3 separate regions of the Sus scrofa genome follow, and regions 1 and 3 are each linked to region 2. Evidence: chromatin contacts called from public HiChIP or PLAC-seq data. All regions are on one chromosome and are shown on one strand. The core of a region is the stretch at or near the end of the contact, and the rest is flanking DNA. Distances in the headings are between cores, read along the strand shown. Region 1 overlaps LRIG1 (leucine-rich repeats and immunoglobulin-like domains protein 1). Region 2 has its middle 210 kb from the start of LRIG1. Region 3 overlaps LRIG1 (leucine-rich repeats and immunoglobulin-like domains protein 1).

What was found. HiChIP or PLAC-seq counts read pairs in DNA pulled down with a chosen protein or histone mark.
Region 1: a contact with region 2 is called in an H3K27ac HiChIP or PLAC-seq map of skeletal muscle. The contact joins two enhancer-like sites. A contact is called at or near these places in 1 of 47 Hi-C or Micro-C datasets (skeletal muscle) and 1 of 2 datasets of contacts at active chromatin or transcription factors (skeletal muscle).
Region 3: a contact with region 2 is called in an H3K27ac HiChIP or PLAC-seq map of skeletal muscle. The contact joins two enhancer-like sites. A contact is called at or near these places in 2 of 47 Hi-C or Micro-C datasets (fetal heart ventricle and psoas muscle) and 1 of 2 datasets of contacts at active chromatin or transcription factors (skeletal muscle).

What each region holds. Positions count from the first base shown.
Region 1 is chr13:47,913,325-47,916,963 of Sscrofa11.1, reverse strand. It overlaps LRIG1 (leucine-rich repeats and immunoglobulin-like domains protein 1), which reads left to right. Exons shown (of 20, transcript XM_005669717.3): 14 at 892-1,212; 15 at 2,581-2,862; 16 at 3,443-3,639. Among named protein-coding and RNA genes, the nearest start is that of LRIG1, 110 kb to the left of the region's middle. Within about 2 kb of position 1,258, at least 1 of the 83 cell types and tissues checked has an H3K27ac peak or open chromatin away from gene starts, as enhancers often do. A contact at or near this core is called in skeletal muscle, where this site is marked.
Region 2 is chr13:48,237,411-48,240,868 of Sscrofa11.1, reverse strand. No RefSeq gene overlaps it. Among named protein-coding and RNA genes, the nearest start is that of LRIG1, 210 kb to the right of the region's middle. Within about 2 kb of position 2,063, at least 1 of the 83 cell types and tissues checked has an H3K27ac peak or open chromatin away from gene starts, as enhancers often do. A contact at or near this core is called in skeletal muscle, where this site is marked.
Region 3 is chr13:47,952,827-47,956,692 of Sscrofa11.1, reverse strand. All of the region lies in intron 3 of LRIG1 (leucine-rich repeats and immunoglobulin-like domains protein 1), which reads left to right. Among named protein-coding and RNA genes, the nearest start is that of LRIG1, 73 kb to the left of the region's middle. Within about 2 kb of position 2,547, at least 13 of the 83 cell types and tissues checked have an H3K27ac peak or open chromatin away from gene starts, as enhancers often do. A contact at or near this core is called in skeletal muscle, where this site is marked.

The sequences.
Region 1 (3,639 bases), core at 9-2,508, 320 kb after region 2:
GGAAATCACATCCTCCTTGTGTCCTTCCCTGGGGTTTGTTCTGTTTACTGTTACAGTGTATTTATTTGGTGACTTTTCTGGATAAATGTTGTATTATCTGTTCTGTACAGCCATGGAAGTCCCTATGTGGCTTGCTAATAATGACTGGACAGAGTCCTTAAATTACTTGAGATTTCAGTCTCCCATCCTTTGCCCAGCATCTCTGTTGTGTGCTGATCAGTTTGCACTGATCTTTGATGAGGGTCAGTCACAGAGAAGCAATCAGGACCCTCTCAGGTCTTCCCTGGGCCTACACATAGGCCTGCATTTGCAGGTGGCCTTCTCTGTCCTCAAGAATGTGTTAGATCTTTTTAAAGCCCCTCTGGTGAATCTTTACCAGCTTCCTTTGTCATTTTCTGGACAGCTTCTAGTTGCTTCCAGCTGATGTTCCTGCCTCATCCCTGATTGCTGATTGCTCTCACCACATGCCCTGGGCTTCTCTTGCAAAGTAAACTGTATTGTGTCAAACAAATGCAGCCCTGGGGATGCAGCTTTGGTAGGTGAGGCCCTTGCTATCACAATGGTTCCCAATTGTGTGAGTGGGTTTTTTATGACAGTAATCAAGTGAAGCGAGCTCCAGTCTTCTTGTGGAAACTGCAGACTGCTTTGATAACCGAGTACTGGCGGATGTGTTTGTTGTAACCAAGGAAGGTGCTCGTGGATCTGTAACTGGATATGGTCTGACAGCTGTGGTGCAAGTCCTTTATAGTGTTAGTGGAGCTGAGGGGGCACAAGGACCCAGGAAGGTCTGGTCCCTGCACAGTGTCTCAGTTTCTTGTCAACTTGAACAGCAGCTGGTCCCTATGTCCTAAAGAGTCCGAGCGACTTATGCATGGCTCTTTTCTCCCCCAGATGACTTACCCAAGCCACAGATCATCACCCAGCCAGAGACGACGACAGCCGTGGTGGGCAGGGACATCCGCTTCACCTGCTCGGCTGCCAGCAGCAGCAGCTCCCCCATGACGTTTGCCTGGAAGAAGGACAGCGAAGTGCTGGCCAATGCGGACATGGAGAACTTCGCCCACGTCCGCGCCCAAGATGGGGAGGTGATGGAGTACACCACCATCCTGCACCTGCGCCGCGTCACTTTCGGGCATGAGGGCCGCTACCAGTGTGTCATCACCAACCACTTTGGCTCTACCTACTCCCACAAGGCCAGGCTCACTGTGAACGGTAGGAAGTGCTGTCTTTCATTGGGGTGACACATTCCTCCGAAGCCACACTGTTCTACCATCATGTGGCAGTGGCTGGGCAGGAGACACACCTGCTTCACTGTGTCACTGTTCCACTGCACCCTTTCCTGGCTTGGGCCCAGAGCCAGTGGTGTAGATGGCAGGCAGGGTTATTTTCAGTGGATTCTTTGTTTGGGGTGATTTTTTTTTTTAATCCAGTGACTATGTCAAGTGACATTTAGGCCCAAGCCTTGTATTTTTTTTTTTTTTTTTCATTCTCCGTAATGCAGGATGTCTGGTATCCAGATTCCAAGTATGCCCTGATGCTGGGAAAACTGCTCTTCTTTGAGATAGCATGGCCTTGGGGCCAGAGGCCAACCTGGGTGGGACAGCTGGGCACCTGCCTCTCCAGAGGCTGAGGAGGGCAAGGAAGTGTGAGTGCCTGCTTGCTGGAAGAATGGCCTGCAGGTGTTTCAAGGATTGTACTCAGTCACCAGTTTTAGAGTCTGTCAAGATGGCTTGCTTCAGGGCTTTCATTTTGTAGTGAGTTTAGGGTAGAAGGAGAGAGGTAAATAGCTTGAGAAGTTAACCCCTCATCCTAGTAACTTAGGATTCTCTTGATTATTGAACCTGTCATTAAAAAGTGCTCAACTGCTGTGGAAGCTCTTACCACAAAAATTCCTTTTTTTTTTTTTAAACCACACTTTGGCTGGTTGTCTTACTATGAGCATGTCCTCATTGTTTCTCAGAAACTTGGGGCAGTGTTAGATTCCCACCAGAGCAATCTCAATGGGAACTGGAGTGCCATCCGACAGTTGGCTGGATGCTTACGAGTATCAGGGAGTATTCGGGATAAACAAGCTGGCAGAATGCTCTCAGTCCCCCATATACAGGAATACAGTTCCAACACCACCTCTCCTAAACGGGCTTTCCTCAAGAGGGAAGAGCCATTCTGTTGCTTTCCTCTGTCCTGGCGTCTTGCAGGAGCAAACATTTTTGTTTCCCAGTCTCACTCCTGGTGATTAAGGCAGGCAAGCTTCAGGCCCTGGCATTTATGGGGTCTCCCTGTACAGACTGATTTCCTTCAGGGACAGCAGGGAAATGTTTCCTGGAAGCCTTACATTTGAGGGGCTATAGCCACAGAGGGACCTGGGAGAAGCTGGGTAGCCCCTGGGAACTTCTGCTTCTGACCCACAGTGGGCAGCAGTGGTTCTGGGCAGATGCTGGCACGAAGGGCGGCACGGTGTGATGAGCTGACACCATGGTTTGCGGGGCGGGGGGGGGTGCGGCTGTGAGTTTGACGGAGGATATTTCCAGCCTTTGCATCTAGCTTTCCAACCGCTGGACCCTGGATTTGTCTGTTCTGCAGTGTTGCCATCATTCACCAAAATGCCCCATGATATTGCCATCCGGACTGGCACCATGGCCCGCCTTGAATGTGCTGCCACCGGCCACCCTAACCCCCAGATTGCCTGGCAGAAGGACGGAGGCACGGATTTCCCTGCAGCTCGTGAGCGACGCATGCATGTCATGCCAGACGACGACGTGTTTTTCATCACTGACGTGAAAGTTGATGACATGGGAGTTTATAGCTGTACCGCCCAGAACTCAGCTGGCTCCATCTCTGCCAATGCCACCCTGACAGTCTTAGGTTCGACTGTTGATAGTGCTAAGTATATATACGTGTGTGTGGCTATGTGCGTGTGTGTACATGTGAGAGAGAAGTTTTCTTCCACGTCATGGTACCAAGAGGCAAGGTTCTCAGACTGTGGTGTGAAGCTGGAGGTGAGTGTAGGGGCTATTTCTATTTTAAGAAAACCTTAGCAAGCAGCCTATAATTTTAAAAAGGTGGTTCCATCTCTTTAATTAAAAAAGCAAAAAAGTGAGCGAATGAGCAGAGCCTTCCAAAGGTTTAGGTATAAAACTCTACATAAAAAAGCTGCCCTCTGATCAGGCAGGCTGGGTGTGGTCTAGGGCAAGGATAAACTCTGGCCAGTCACAGGGCACTTTGGGAATCAGAGGGGTTTCTGTGGCTGGAGGGTTAGTTCACTCTCCCTGCTAAGCCACCCCCAGAATAATAATGATTTGGTCCCCGTGGAAGAAGGTCTTCTGAAAACCTCACACAGCCTTTCACTGATGCGTTGGCCTGTCCTTTATCCGGGAAATGAGGCAGATCTGTAGCTACTGAGGCCCACAGAGTAAAACATAAAGTCTCCCCTGACCCCTTGCAGAAACGCCGTCCTTGGCTGTGCCCTTGGAGGACCGTGTGGTATCTGTGGGAGAAACAGTGGCTCTCCAGTGCAAAGCGACCGGAAGCCCTCCACCCCGAATCACCTGGCTCAAGGGGGGCCGTCCCTTGAGTCTCACCGAACGGCACCACTTCACACCTGGCAACCAGCTGCTGGTTGTTCAGAACGTGGTGGCGGAA
Region 2 (3,458 bases), core at 814-3,313:
GTCTTCATGTTCTCATGGCTGACTTGCCTGCAGACACCTGAGGCAGGTCCAGAAGGCAACTATCATATTTGGTGAAGGTTAATAATAATAAATAAAAATGTGCAGAGCCATTTTCTTAGGTGAAACCTGGAGAATTTATATTAGACTTTGAGACTGAAAATTAGGCCCCTGGGTCTTCCTTCTTCTGCAAACTCTAGTTATGGTGACCACTCACAAAGCCATTTTGTGGTCAGTCTCAAGGGTATTTTCAATGAATTTTGTTTGAAACGGCATAAACATTCAGAGAATGAAGGCTGCATGCTGGAGAAGGGAAGAGGGCAGATTCAAAAAAGAATGAAGCAAGGATCCTGGCCTAAAGAAATTTTTCTTATATAGAGGAGATGAACCTCACACATAAAGATGATTTTTAACACCAGGAAGAGCTATGGGAGTTCTAAAGAGTTTTAAGAGTTTTCTTTGAGGCCAGCTGAGAAGGTTGACATCAGAAGAGATGTTCATCCAAGGCAAGATTTCTCAACCTCAGCACTATTGACATATTGGGCCAGAAAATTCTTCATTGTGGGGGCTGTCCTCTGCATTATAAGATGTTGAGCAGCTTCCCTGGCCTCTACTCCCTAGATCCCTGTAACACGTGCGCACACACACAGATAAACACATACAAACACACACACACACACACACACACACACACACACACCAGTGTGACAACCAAAAATTTCTCAAGCCATTGCCAAATGTCCCCTGAAGGCTAAAGAAGTCACCCTCAGTTGGGAAGCACTCTACCAAGGCATTGTTTCTCAAAGTTGAACTAAGGGTAAATTGCATCAGAATCACATAGGTGCATGTTAAAAATAGTGTTTCCCAGGCCTCACCCTGACTGTGCTGAATCAGTAACTACCTAGAGGTCTGCCTTTTAGCAAGTTCTCCAAGTAGCTCTTCTACTACGTGGAGCTCTTAAAATAACTGCAGGCATACATGCTACCTATTTGCCTTTCTGATCAAAGGAAAGAGGATGACTAATGTTTAAGGTGGCTCTTGGGAATTTGGAATTATGTATTTCTATAGGCACCATTCAAGGCTGATTTTCCAATACTGAGCCTAAACTGCATCAAATTACATCAGAGAGAGTTTCCAGACCAGGGCATCTCTACCTTGACTGTATGTTAGAATCACCTAAGGAGCTATGAAAATCACAGATACATGAGCTTAACCACCTAGAGAATATAATTTGTTTGGAACAGAATGTTGCCTGGGCATCAACATTTTAAAATCTCATTGGGTGGCTCTGATATGTTCCCAAGATTGAGAACCACTGTCCTGAACCAGAGATTCTCAAATTGAAATGTGTCGATGCAAATCCACAGAGGATGTAAAGAGAAGTAAAACAGGTCCCTGCTCTAAACAGTTGCCTAAGTTTATCACAAATCCCTAGTCGTAAGCTTGCAGAAAATAGAAAGACATCCCTGAAAGAAGATAGAAATGGCCAGTGAGTCCAGAATATGTGAGAATTTGAGGCTAGTGAGATTTTTTTTCTTTTCATGTTTTACTCTTTGAGATGGTAAGCTAATGAACTGACAAAGACAGGTCATGAAATTCTCAAAGGTCACCAGTCTTCTTAGGAGTTGTTCCTGTAAAAACAATTGATATTAGGAGTTCCCATTGTGGCTCAGTGGGTTAAGAACCCGACATAGTGTCCATGAGGATGTGGGTTCAATCCATGGCCTTGCTCAGTGAGTTAAGGATCTGGCGTTGCAACAAGCTGCAGGGTAGGTTGCAAATGCAGCTCAGATCTGGTGTTGCTCTGGCTGTGATGCAGGCTGGCAGTGACTCCCTAGCATGGGAAATTGAATATGCTGTGTGTGTGGCTCTCAAAAGAAAAAGAGAAAAAAAAAAGGATAGATATCAAATGTGAGGGTCAGAAGCCTGAAGGTGTTACCTCCAGGAACACTTGTAGGTAATACCAAACCCACAGGGTTCAAACCCTGGCCACTGGGTATTGGCCTGGCCCTGCCTGTGTGGACCCAGGCTACCCCCTGTTCTCTGACTGGACAAGCTCTTTGGATGTGCACCAGTCAGTTCACTTTCCCTTTTCAAATGTCACTCATACTGGTCACAGCTGAAACAACAAACTCATATCCCATGTCCCAAACCACGTGTCTTTTTGTCCCCCTCCCCCCCACTTTGTAACAACCACACTCATGATCTCTTGAGAGAGACGTTTGTGAACAGAACGCACCATCATTATTCCCGACAGAGTGGGGCTTCACAGACATGGGAACAATGTTTGAATCTCAACCATCCTAAGAGGAAATTGCCTAGCCTCTCTGAGCTTCATTTTCCTCTTCTTTGCAATAGGATTGCTAAGGTTATCATGAAGATTAAATTCTGCCCCCTCACCTTCTACGAGGTGGATCTTCCTTTTATTAAAGTTTCAGTTTAAATATACCCTACTTATGGGGGTCTTTCTTGACTACCCAGCAGTTCTCTGTCCCATTACTATATTTTAATTCTCTGCATAGCATTGAGTCTCCTGTTTGTTTGTTCATTTGCTAACTTGTTGACTGTCTCCTCTTACTAGGATAGAAACTTTAAGAAAGCAGGGACCCTGGGTTTTTTGTTCACTGCTGTATCTTTAGCATCTAGAATAATTCCTGGCACACCCTAGGCTCTCAAGAAATATTGATTGACCCATGTGTGCCAAGGACCTCACATAGTGCCAGGCCCTCAGGAGGTGCTCAATAAATGATAGTAATGATCATTATTTCTAATTAAATTCCTTTGAGATGACATAAGATTTCGATTCTGAAAATCTCCCTCTGTTTAGGAAGAAGGTGATAGAGGTGCCATGACTGTGAGACTGGTTATCGATTAAGGGTTAAAGAGCAAAACTTTTTTGATGTTACTTTATACATTTAATGGTACCTACTATTTTCTCTCGTGCTAATATAACACGATTACTTAATTTTAAAATGAATTGTAACACAGACAATAACAAGAAATAGAGTGCCTTCTTGATTTCTCTCTTTTCATCAGGCTTTTTTTTCCCCTGCTCTACTGATTTTAGGTCCTGATCATTGGCTCATGTTACTTGCTTCTAGCAACCCCCAAACTAGAACCTCATTGATATCGCTTCCATCTCACCTCAGGGCAAAGAACAGAGCCATAAATCTGAACCTCAACTGGTAGCAAGAATTCTTTCCTGAAAATGATGTTCAAAATCATTGCATCGCCAGGAGCCACACACAGTCTCATAAAAAGCACAGTAGATTTGGGCGGAAGCAGTTTGGTGTTAGGTGTTCTTTGTTTGGGGGATGTTTTGGTGTTTATATTTGTTACAAATGTGTTATGATTGAAGTGGATAAAGCAGAAACTGTAGTAGAGGTCCTTTATTGAAGATTCTGGAACTAACCTGCGGGGTCCTTGAGCTCTGAGACAGAGTGATAGCCCTCAGAATCTGA
Region 3 (3,866 bases), core at 1,298-3,797, 280 kb after region 2:
TCTGAGAGGTAGACAGGACCACATCTAAGTGGTGCAGTGTGCAGGTGGTAGGTTGCCAGGAAAGGGGGAGAAAAGGCAGGATTGACTCATTTAGGGGAAGATAAAGCCAAGAGTGGTCGTGTCCATTTTGACCACAAGAGAGAAAGCCTTGGTTTTCTGATCCAGGTGCCCCCTGTGGATGGCAATTAGGTGGAGCAGCTCATGGTTCCTGACCTTCCCTCTCCTGACTCAGCTCAGTGCTGCTCTGCCCTGCCCAGATGGGGCAGGTGACCTCCCCGTGGTCACAGAACTGAGTCCCCAGCCAGCCCTCAGAAGTCCCTGCCAGTGTGAAATGCCACAGCCCTTCTCCCTGGGGGTGCCGACCAGACATGGCTTCTGGGGCTTACTCAGGTCACTTGAGTCCAGGTGGAACTTACCTGATTGAACTTCTCCTCCCTCTTTTGTTTCATGGCCAGGCAGGCATGGGCAAGGGTGTGTTTGGAGATGGAGACACCAGTAGGGCTGAGCTGACTCTTGCTGCGGGGTTGGGGAGGGAGGGACGGTTGGCCACTGTGTGAATGGCTGGAGTTGTCTTGGCTTTGCCATCCCTGGCTCATCAACGGGTGTCTGGATTTGGGGTCAAATTGAACCTGGGAGGTGTACCTGAAAATTCATTGCACTTGACATTTTCTTATAACGAGTATCAGCTTATCTACCTAAAAAAATTAATTCTACATTACATTAAAATTCTTAAAAAAATTAATTTGGTTGATTGGTCTTTCCTCAGAGTGGTATTTGTTCGTTTGTTTTTGCATTTTAGGGCTGTACCTGTGGCATATAGAAGTTCCCAGGGAGTTCCTGTCGTGGCGCAGTGGTTAACGAATCCAACTAGGAACCATGAGCTTGCGGGTTCGGTCCCTGCCCTTGCTCAGTGGGTTAACAATCCGGCGTTGCCGTGAGCTGTGGTGTAGGTTGCAGACGTGGCTCGGATCCCGCGTTGCTGTGGCTCTGGTGTGGGCCGGTGGCTATAGCTCCGATTCAACCCCTAGCCTGGGAACCTCCATATGCCACGGGAGCTGCCCAAAGAAATAGCAAAAAAAAAAAAAAAAAAAAAAGAAGTTCCCAGGCTAGGGGTCGAATTGGAGCCACAGATGGCTGCCTAAGCCATAGTCACAGCCTTGCCAGATCCAGGCCTCACCTGTGACCTACACCACAGCTCAAGGCTACACCAGATCCTTAACCCACTGAGCAGGGCCAGGGATCAAACCCTCGTCCTCATGGTTACTAGTCGGGTTTGTTACTGCTGAGCCACAACGGGAACTCCTTGTTTGTTTATTTTCTGAATAACACTCTGCTGTTCTAGAATGCAATGGTGAACATAGGAGACTGAACTCAAGTCTTAATTCATTTGCTTGTTCAACAGCTATTTATTGAGTGTCTGAGTGTCATTTATGTTCTACGCATGGTTCTAGGTGCTAAAGACATAGCAGTAAAGAAAACCTGCTAAATCTCAGCCCTGTGTAGCTTACATCCTAATGATGTAATGATCTTGGGACTCCTTAATACCTTAGGAGGTTTTGTTTCATTCTGTTTATAATTAGTAGACTTCTAGGGCGGTTTTAGGTTTACAGAAAAATGGAGAAGAAAGTACAGAGACCTTGGAAGCATCTACCTTCCCCCTCCAGTTTCCACTCTTGTTAGTAACATCTTGCATTAGTGTGGTGCATTGTTACAGTTGAAGGGCCAGTGTTGATACATTATTATTATCTAAACCTATAGTGTTGGTGAAAATTCACTGTTGGTGTTAGACATTCTGGGGGCTTCTGTAAACATTCAGTGATATGTATTTACCATTACAGTTATCACACAGAATCGTTTCATTGTCCTAAGAGTCCCTTGTGTGTCACCCATTCAAATTTCTCTCTCTCCCAAGTCCCTGGCAACAACTCATCTTTTTACCGTCCTCATAGTTTTGCCTTTTCCAGAATGTCCTGTATTTGGAAGCATACAACTAGGTTGCCTTTTCTGATTAACATCTTTCACTTGGCAATGTGCATTTCCCCAGCAGGTTTGTTTTTGTTCTGTGTCTGTAGTTTGGATTGGATCCTGATGATTTGCTGTCCTTCGTGGCTTGGGTCACTCTCAACCTCACAGAACTGTGGTGGCTGACTCTTGGCTGTGCCTTGGTTTCTTCATTCCAGATCATGGCTTTCCAGCTCCCTGTGGATAAGCCGGTGGGTGGGAGAAGCAAGCAGGATCTGGTGTATTGAGGCGTCTGGGGCCTGGCTCCTCCATAGGGATGGGACCTTAGGTCCCCTTCACAAGGACTTCATGGAAACAGTCCGTTGAAGACCCCAAGGGGAAAGTAACCCCGAAGGAAGTGAATGGGTCAGGAGGTTGGTTGACGTGGCCCCATCCTGCCTTCGAAGGGGCTGACCCTGCCTGGCGGAGGCTGTTTATCCCGCCACTGGGCTGCTCTTGTTTTTTATCCAATCTCCACCTGAATAAACAGATCCGGAACGTCCTCTGCAGCCAGGCTGAGAATCGGCCAAAATTCCCCAGGGAACTGGTGATTCACCAGCAGCCGCTGTGGGGGAGAGGGGGTGAGCAAGAGACAGAAGGAGACCTGCTTACTCGGAGTCTCATTTCCTGTCCAGCAAATAACCCAGGCGGGGCCATTCTTATGAGGCACTGGTGTCTTCGAGCACATTATCGATGTATGCAAGAGCACAGATGGTTTTGGTTTTCATTTTTAAGGAGATGAATGTAAAGCAGCCTTGTGAGAAGGTGATGTTTTCTACTGTCATTCAGCGAAGAGAGACTTTTCTTCCCTGGGCCTAGGAAAGCTCTCCTGGGTTCAAGTGTTATTTTAAAAATTCCCTTAGCTTCATTTTCAAGGTGCATATGGACCCTGGTCCCAACAACAGGCACAGTCAGTTTTCTTACCAATTTGGGACTTAGAATTATTAATTCTCTCCCACCCCCCCCCTTGGGTGCTCATGAGGCCCCCACTTATAATAAAATCACTCTGACACCTGGACAAGATGAGATTGTGCTCTGTCATGCTCTGTGGTCCTAGGCTGTGTTCCTAATGCTTTGGGTGGGGGAGGGATACAGGGCGAGGGACACACAAGGGTGGTGGCATCTGAGAAAGTGGTTGAAAAAAAAGTTCCTGTTATGGCTAAAGTGGTAAGGACTCAGGCTCAATCCCTGGCCTCGTTCACTGGGCTACGGATCCAGCGTTGCAGTGAGCTGTGGTGTATGTCGCAGACTGTGGCTCAGATTTGGCATTGCTCTGGCTGTGGCTTAGGCTGGTAGCTACAGCTCAGATTCGACCACTAGCCTGGGAACTTTCATGTGCTGCAGGTGTGGCAAAAAAAAAAAAAAAAAAAAAAAAGAGAAAGAGAAAAAAGGTCATTGGTCTAGACTGCATGAAACATGGCACCTTGGATCAGATGGCTTTTCCGATTCATTTCAGCCTTGGGGAATTTGGTTTAAAGGAAAACCGCTGGTGTCTGCTGAGGCCAAACATGTGCGTGCTTGAAAGCTGTGTAGCAGGGCCACCCAAGACATTGACACCTAGCACAAATGCATGCAAATATGTGCCAAAAGATACGTGGAAAATGCGTGTCCCTGTGCATCACTGTGATTTTTGCAATAACCCAAGCTGGAAATAACTCAGTGTCCATCAGCAGTAGAATGAAAAGCAAATTGCTTTATATAGTATGTAGTCCCTCAAGAGAAATACTACACAATGGTGAAAAAGAATTAAGTCCTGCCAGTACAACTACATGGATGTATCTCATGATGTGGAGTTGAAATAGCCAGATACAGGAGAATATATAGGGAACGATTCCAAATAGATCAAGTATAGCAATAGGAAAAAT